Linked DNA regions of Cricetulus griseus: region 1 is linked to region 2. The links are chromatin contacts, called in public Hi-C maps. All regions are on one chromosome and are shown on one strand. The core of a region is the stretch at or near the end of the contact, and the rest is flanking DNA. Distances in the headings are between cores, read along the strand shown.

Region 1 (4,202 bases), core at 760-3,259, 55 kb before region 2:
ATTGGCCGAGAGATGTATATCATTCGTGAGGGCCAGCTGGCTGTAGTGGCAGATGATGGTGTCACACAGTATGCTGTGCTTGGTGCAGGGCTCTACTTCGGGGAGATCAGTATCATCAACATCAAAGGTGAGTCCCCAAGGGGAAGTTCTAGCGACATGACTGGTCAGAGGAATGGGAATTCCAGAACCCTAGGCCAAGATGGTACTTTGGAGCACATAGATTATGATATGGCCTTTGTCTGAGTTGCTACAGGACTCAGGCAAGAAGCAGGATATGGATTATCTGTTCCCTGAGGAGGAGCTGAGCCAAGGTCAGTGGGTGGGGTGGAGTCTTAGAAAACAAAGCAGATGTGTCCCATGGGCTCTAGAGGAAGTGCCAGCAGACCAGCTGAAAGTTACTGCACCAGCCGTGTTGTGATACAACTCACCCACTAAACATCTATCAAAGCAGGTTAATGATAAGCACAGGGCTTGGTCACAGCACATTACTAAATAAATGAATAAAGCAGAAAAAGAGAGTCAGAAGCACCAGAATGGAGGTTATATCCTGGTTCCAGAGTGAAATGCCACCTTCCTGTCCCTCCCTACATCTGTCTGCCCTTGGACCACAGGGAACATGTCAGGAAACCGACGAACAGCCAACATCAAGAGCCTAGGTTATTCAGACCTATTCTGCCTCAGCAAGGAGGATCTGCGGGAGGTGCTGAGTGAGTATCCACAGGCCCAGGCTGTCATGGAGGAGAAGGGCCGTGAGATCTTACTCAAAATGAATAAATTGGATGTGAATGCTGAAGCAGCTGAGATTGCTCTCCAGGAGGCCACAGAGTCTCGGCTAAAGGGCCTCGACCAGCAGCTGGATGATCTACAGACAAAGTTTGCTCGCCTACTAGCTGAGCTGGAGTCCAGCGCACTGAAGATTGCTTACCGCATCGAAAGGCTAGAGTGGCAGACTCGAGAGTGGCCAATGCCAGAGGACGTGGCTGAGGCTGATGATGAGGCTGAGCCTGGGGAAGGAACTTCCAAGGATGGAGAGGGAAAAGCTGGCCAGGAGGGATCCTCAGGCATAGAATGACCTCATCCTGAACACAGGCCTCCCAGCTCCAAGTGAATCCAGAATGGTAGGAAAGTTTGCCTTCAGAACTATCATCCTATTTGCTAGGTCACACAGTCTTAGGTAAACTGGTCTATAGATGCCTAGGTAGAGATGTGGGTTATAGCATACATTCGTCCCATACTCACCAGAACACACACACACACACACACACACACACACACACACACACACATACACCCTCACTGGCTCAAGATTGAGTTCCACAGAAAATGTTTATGTCTTCTGCACACACATACATTCTCATAAGCATAACTATGACTTATACTCACTTAACCCACAATCACAGAGAATGATGATTGCCCTGGGAGTGTTGGGGTGACCTTGGTACATTTAGAGGAGGCATGCTGGTGGAGCTATAGGAAAACAAGCCAGATATAATGTCTGAACTACATTCACTCTAGGTCACCACTTCAGCTGTGTCAGGGCATTGCCAGACTTCAGGTCTGAGCTGTGCCAGGTAATGTTAAACGAACCTGATGTGTAACTTAGGGATATAAGTGAATGGTAATTGTCATTATCAGGAGAGATTAAGAGGGCTATTGCACTTTAAAACATTTTAAGATATGTAATTATTTTGTGATTTGTTAATAAAATTTAAGGTTCATAAGCTTGGCACTGGGTTTATCTCATTCATCTTTATGTTGCCACAGCCCAAACTGCCTGGTACATAGTAGGTACACATGCACACATATACATTTGATAACAAAGTGAGGAGAGCATAAACATAGAAGCCCAATGCTGTAGGAAGGTAGAATATTCCTTAGGACTAATTAAAGGAACAGGAATTGAAGATTTGATTCTGTTATTTTTTTCCCCTTGCTGCAGCATCTTACCACAAACTTCACAGCCTAAAACAGCACCACTTATTGCCTCACAGTGTGTGACTCAGATCTAGGCTCTGCTCTGCTGTCAGCTGGGCTGGGCTCTTAGCTCCAGGGAAGACTCTGCTTCCAGATTCACCCCAGCTCTTGGGAGGGTTTGTCCCTCATGATTGTAGGACTTAGCTCTTTAGTTTTCTGATGCATGCCTCCTTTAAGCACCCCTCCCCACCTTTTTACCCAAACATCCCACTTCTAGGACCAAGCAAACGAAAGGCTCTGGTAGCAGGCTTTTTCTTTTGAGCAACCAAGCAGCTCCCAATTCACGACACTGAGATTTATTATTATTGGTCTTATCTTAGCTCTTATTTTAATCTGTTTCTCTTTATCTATGTTTTGCTTCAGGGCTTTTGGCCTTTCTTCCTTCCTTTCTTTCCTTCTCCCTTTCTTTCTCTCTACTCTGTGTCTGGCTGGCTGGAGGCTGCCTGGCTTCTGGCCATCTGCCTGTCTCTTTCTTTCTTTCTCTCATTTTCTTCTTCCCACTTCTCAAGCCTTATTTTTCCTCCTACCTTATTCTTCCTGCCCACCAGCCCCACCTATCCCTCTCTACCCTAGCTATTGGCTATTCAGCTTTTTATTAGACCAATCAGGTACCTTAGGCAGACAAGGTGAAACAGCAACATATCTTTACATAATTAAACAAATGTAACACATCTTTGTACAATTAAACAAATGCAGCATAAACAAACATAACTCATCTTTACACAGTTAAAATAATACTCTACAGCATAAGCAAATGTAAAACATCTTTACATAGTTAAATATTCCACAACAGGCCCTTCTTCATGGAGCCCCACACTAGGCCAAGTCAGCCTGAATAATTCAGAATAATTTCTCTGTTTCAAGGTTAGCCAACTATTAATTTTAATTATACCCTGCAAAGCACCCTTTGCCATATTCAGAAGACAAAAGTAATAACGGCCACATTTCTGTTATTTCTATTATACACTCTTGGGAGGAAGCACGTTGGATCCCACTTTCACAGACGACATAGAATAGGATGAACTTGGAGTAGAGTCTTTTGGAAACTAGAGAATGACCACAGTGTCATGAGGCACTGGAGCCTCAGAGTGCACCACCTAAAAGTGTGTAAGCTTGAACCAAGCACATCTCAGCCAGCCCTGCCAGAAGTCGATAGACTCTGCCCAGATGGCCAGAGACTTGCAAGACCCTAAGTTAGGGGCGAGAAAACAGAAAGGAATTCATAAAATACAACTGAGGTCAAATCCTCTGAAAGTTAGATGACTAGACACTTCAATGAAATTTGTAAAACTAAGGTATGTATAGTATTTTTCACACTCTTAAGGAGGCATTGGTGACTGCTATACATATGTTTTACTCTTTTGTTCTTGTAACAATGCTAGGAAGTTTATTGTTATGCTCATGACTTCATGACAGGTTCTAAGCCACGTGCATTGCCTCAGTTCATCCTTACAACCATACGAGAAGGATATCATTATTATCTCCATATTTAAATGAAGAAACTGAGACTATGGGGCTAAATAGCATACCCCAAATCACTGGGCTCCTAAGTCAGATGAAAGGACACCTAGGTTTGTCTTTTTTATTTATTTGTAAAGGAAAGAGATAATCTCAGCTTGGGGCTAAAGCCATTCAAGCTCCTTCCTTTGCAAAGAACAGTGCTTTTGATCAGTCACTGTGGTAACCAGGGGAGACCAAGGCATTCCTGCAAAGCAAAGCTGTGACCCACAGACAAGGCTGCCCAGGGTGTTGAAGTGTGATCTCAAGGATACAGCCACAAAGGCAGAATCCACCTGCTACACTGGACAAAGGGCCGGCATCTACACACTTTCATCATGTGTGCTGCTAGATTTGCACCAGTGTCAAAATATGTCAAGGGCTTAGGAGTCATCCCTTCCAGCAGACCTGAGGCCTCATCGTCTTCTCTTCAAGAGTCAAAACTGCAAAATACCTTAGCCTGGCTAAAACTGAAGGTGTTCACCCCTCCTATTTTTCCAGTTAGCTACTGTCCTGCAGAAAAAATATATATGTATCAGCCCATGCTACCCTCTCCTCTCTCTCCCTCCCTCTTTCTTTCTATTTTCTTTATTTCTTTGTGTTTGGCTGCTGGCCCTGAAAGACATATGAAAATAACTTCTCAAGCTTGGGAAGGAATCAGAGTGACATGGAGACGAGCCATCCACCCTTAGGTAAGAGCTAATGCAAACTCTAAGAACAGGGGGTGAAAA
Region 2 (4,516 bases), core at 1,719-4,218:
ATTGCAGATTGATCCATACCTGTCACCATGCACGAAACTTAAGTGCAAATGGATCAAAGATCTCTCCATAAATCCAGCCACACTGAATCTTCTAGAAGAGAAAGTGGGAATAACCCTTGAACAAATTGGCACAGGAGAACGATTCCTGAACATCACGCCAGAAGCACAGACACTGAGGTCTGCAATCAATAAATGGGACCTCCTGAAACTGAGAAGCTTCTGTAAGGCAAAGGACACAGTCAGTAAGACAAAACGACCACCCACAGAATGGGAAAAGATCTTCACCAGCCCCACATCTGACAGAGGACTGATTTCCAAACTATACAAGTAGCTCAAGAAGCTAGCCACCAAAACACCAAACAATGAAATTAAAATGTGGGGTGCAGAACTAAACAGAGATTTTTCAACAGAGGAATCTGAAATGGCTGAAAGACACTTAAGAAAGTGCTCAAAATCTTGGCCATCAGAGAAATGCAACTCAAAACAACTCTGAGATACCACCTCACACCTGTCAGAATGGCTAAAATCAAAAATACCAATGACAACCTATGCTGGAGAGGTTGCGGAGAAGAAGGAACACTCCTCCATTGCTGGTGGGAGTGTGAACTTGTAAGACCACTTTGGAAATCAGTATGGCGGTTGCTCAGAAAAATGGGAATCAATCTACCTCAAGATCCAGCCATTCCTCTCTTGGGTATATACCCAAATACTGCATGTCCATACAACAAGGACATATGTTCAACCATGTTCATAGCAGCATTGTTTGTAATAGCCAGAACCTGGAAGCAACCTAGATGCCCCTCAACTGAAGAATGGAAAGAGAAAATGTGGTACATTTATACAATGGAGTACTACTCAGCAGAAAAATGCAATGGAATCTTGAAATTTGCAGGCAAATGGATGGAACTAGAAGAAACCATCCTGAGTGAGGTAACCCAATCACAAAAAGACAAACATGGTATGTACTCACTCATATATGATTTTTAGACATAGAGCAAAGGTTTACCAGCCTATAATCCTCTTCCCCAAAGAAACTAGAAATCATGAATGACTCTAAGGGATAAATGGACCCCAGGAATGGAAGTGGCATGAACTCCCGAGCTAATTGGGAGAATGAGGGTAGGGGAGTGGGTGCTACCATAATAAGAGCACAAGAAGAAGAGGAGAGGAGAAGAAATGGAGGAGCAGATATATTGAGTTGGGGGAAGAATAGAGGAGAGAGAGCAGGATGAGAGATACCATATCAGAGGGAGCCGCTATAGGTCTGAGAAGAGATCTGGAACTAGAAAGATCTCCAGAGACCTACAAGGATAACACAATCTGATAGTCCGGGCAGTGGAGGAGAGGATGGCCTAGAAGCCCTTCCCCTAGAATGAGATTGATGACAACTCTCTATGCTATCCTAGAGTCCTCATCCTGTGGCTGATGGAAGCAGAGACAGACATCCACAGAAATACACTGAGCTGAAATCTGGAACCTAGTTGAAGAGAGGGAGGAATGAAGAACGAAGGGGTCTGTACCAGGTTGGAGAAACCCACAGAAACAGTTGGCCTGAAAAAGGGAAAGCATATCGACCCCAGACGCTCTTTGGGAGGCCAGTACGGGACTAATCCAGCCCCTGATCATGGATGCCAATGGGGAGGCCCCTGCACTCCTGGGAGCCTCCGGAGGTGGACTGGTGTTTTGCCCTGGTGTGTGGGGGGGACTTCGAGAGCCCATCCTACTTGAAGGGATGCACTCTGTCTCTGAACACATGGGGAGGGACCTAGGCCCAGCACAGGAAGATTTGGTGGACTTGGTGGAGCCCCGGTTGGGGGCCCTACCCTGCCTGGGGAGTGGTGGGTGGATGGGGTGGGGGGTAGGTTGGAGGTGGGGGAGAAGGAATGGGGGTGAGGGGAGGGAGAGGGAGAGGGGAATTACATGTGAAACAAGCCTGTTCCCTAACTTGAATTAATAATAATAATAATAATAATAATAATAATAATAATAATAATAAAGAATGTAACAAAAAAAGATTACAAAACAAGAAAAATCTAAAGAAAAAAATGCTGCTTTAGCTAAAAGAAAGGAAAATCGAGAGTAATACTTGACTCAATAGAATATAGAATAGATTCTCTATAGAGATGGTTTCAAGAGTTCATACAAGATGTGATGGGATTCTTAACTATTATTGTGGCAGCCAGACAGGAAATGTTGCACAGCCAGCTTCGATTTGTGAACTATTTGCCTATGGCATACAATTAAGAATGGAGACAATGGAGATAGAGTTAATGGAAGAAAAGGAGCAGGGTGAAAGGAGAAGATAGAAAGCTTACATTCAAAAGACTTATTGTGTGTGTGTGTGTGTGTGTGTGTGTGTGTGTGTGTGTGTAAGCATTCATATGTGTGCACATGTGGAGTCCAAAAGAGGGTGTCAAGAGTGCTCCTCTGTCACTCACTACCTGTTCCTTTGAGGTAAGGACTGTCCCTGAACACAAGGGATTGTGTCTCAGCTAGACTGGAAGTCAGCATGCCTCAGAGATCCTCCTGTTTCCACCCTTTGGGAACTGAAGTTACAGGCATTTTCAGGAATGTCTGGTTTGTTATATAGGTGCTGGGATCCAAACTGGTCAGGATTGCAGAGGCAGATCTCTTAGATCTCTTTAGCCCCAGCAAGCTTACTTTCTGGGAAATTGCTTTGGTATGCTATATTGAGAACTCAAGGGATTGGTGAATTTATATGATGGTACAGAGATAGACCGTTGCCATCTTGTCTTGTTTTATTCCAGTGAAGACTCTGGTCTTTTGGGTCTCCATTTAAATCCAAAGTGTTTATGCCTTACAAGCCAGTACTTGGGATTCATGCCATCACCGCCGCCTCCATCCTGTCACCTCTTAATTTAGCTTTAGCTTCCTATGACTAACTCGGGTGCCTGCCGTTTTATTTTCCCTCAAGTGCTGATGTGATGAGGACGAGCCCGCTCAGCTGGAATGTAGAATAGCTCCATTATTAAGGCTGTATCAGGGAGGGATGACTGGCTGCGTGACACAGGCTCTTTGTGGTTTTGTGCTTCTCAGCACAATCTGAGAGTTCTTGATGTGTAAATATTAGAAAAATAAAATTTCCAGTCTCAATTCACCGCCCTCTATAATCGAACAAGGCACTGGTGATAAATGAAGCCTCTTCAGCTCCCCTTGAACTGCTGCACACCTTGGCATAGAACCCCCTCAGCGTTCACCTACTTTATACTCTTAAGGTTTCACATTCATGTTAATGCTTTTTGTTTACTTGGGGGTCTATTTTTCAGTGTGTTGCTTAACATAATTTTTTAAGATTTACTCTTCACGGTTTATCAAATATATGCTCATTGCAAACCTAATTTGACTGAGAAACTAAGGGAAAAAGAGAAAGAAGAAAGTATGTGGCTCACCACTATTGACATTTAAGCTAATCTTTTCTCTTATACATATTTTGATTTTTAAAAGATAGCTGTGATCATGCTTGTAAATGGTTTGATTTTCTAGTATTTTTGACCACTGAATTTTGAGAGTTTGCCACACTTTTTAAATTATTTTTAGTCATTTTAGGAGCTCTACAATATGTCATTTTTGTGGATGCAGTGTTTTTGTTTGCCATGCTGTCTCATGTGTTCATTGCCTGACTACAGTAAAAGTTTCCTGGGTTATGCATGTGCCTGTAGATGTCAAAAGAAAGAAGAATCAGTAAAAGCTAAAATTTGTGCTTAAATGATATAATTCTTCATTTAAGTTTTCTACATATGTTTTTTAAACTTTTATTTGTGTATGTGTGTTTGTGCACTCACATGTGATTTGTATGTGTATTTGTGCACTCACATGTGACTTGCATGTGTGTTTTGCACTCACATGTGATTTGTATGTATGTTTTGCACTCACATGTGATGAGAAGAGTGTAGAAGTCAGAGGAGAAATTGCTGGAGTCAGTTCTTTCCTTCCACCATGTGGGTCTCAGGAATAGAACTCAAAATCACTAGGCTGGCAGCAAGCACCTCCACCCACTGAGCCATCTCACAGGTCCTTCTGCTCATATTCCTATCTCAAAAGTTATAAACAGCTTGATTAAGGAATATACAACTGAGCCAGGCACAGTGGTGCATGTCTATAATCCCAGCATGTCTCAGGAGCAGAAACAGGAGGCTCTCAAATACAAATCTATCATAATCCTACCTTTTATTTTGTTTCTTAGCATTTTAGATTTTATATGTAGATGTTTAGCCTTGTATAGACACGTGCATGTGTGTGCGCTCGCGTGCGTGCGTGCGTGCGTGCATTCGTGTGTGTGTGTGTGTGTGTGTGTGTGTGTGTGTGTGTGTGTGTGTGTGTGTACCATATGTGTGCTTGGTGTCCACAGAAGTCACAAGAAGGTATCAGATCCCTTAGAACTGGAGTTACAGACAGCTGTAAGTCACTATGTGGGTACTGAGACTTGAACTAGGATCCTCTTCAAGAGTAACCAGTACGCTTAACCATTGAGCCATCTCTCCAATTCCTAATCCTG

The links. Hi-C and Micro-C count contacts between places; a contact is called where the count stands out from the background.
Region 1: a contact with region 2 is called in a Hi-C map of the CHO-K1 cell line, with 4 times the contacts expected there. The contact joins two enhancer-like sites. A contact is called at or near these places in 3 of 8 Hi-C or Micro-C datasets (the CHK-Q cell line, the CHO-K1 cell line and fibroblasts).

Annotation. Positions count from the first base shown.
Region 1 is chr3:94,286,483-94,290,684 of CriGri-PICRH-1.0, reverse strand. Cnga4 (cyclic nucleotide-gated cation channel alpha-4) reads left to right here. Exons shown (of 7, transcript XM_027404933.2): 6 at 1-127; 7 at 612-1,726. The coding sequence ends at 1,072. Among named protein-coding and RNA genes, the nearest start is that of Cnga4, 6.9 kb to the left of the region's middle. Within about 2 kb of position 2,009, at least 4 of the 6 cell types and tissues checked have open chromatin away from gene starts, as enhancers often do. A contact at or near this core is called in the CHO-K1 cell line, where this site is marked.
Region 2 is chr3:94,231,958-94,236,473 of CriGri-PICRH-1.0, reverse strand. No RefSeq gene overlaps it. Among named protein-coding and RNA genes, the nearest start is that of Cavin3, 20 kb to the right of the region's middle. Within about 2 kb of position 2,968, at least 2 of the 6 cell types and tissues checked have open chromatin away from gene starts, as enhancers often do. A contact at or near this core is called in the CHO-K1 cell line, where this site is marked.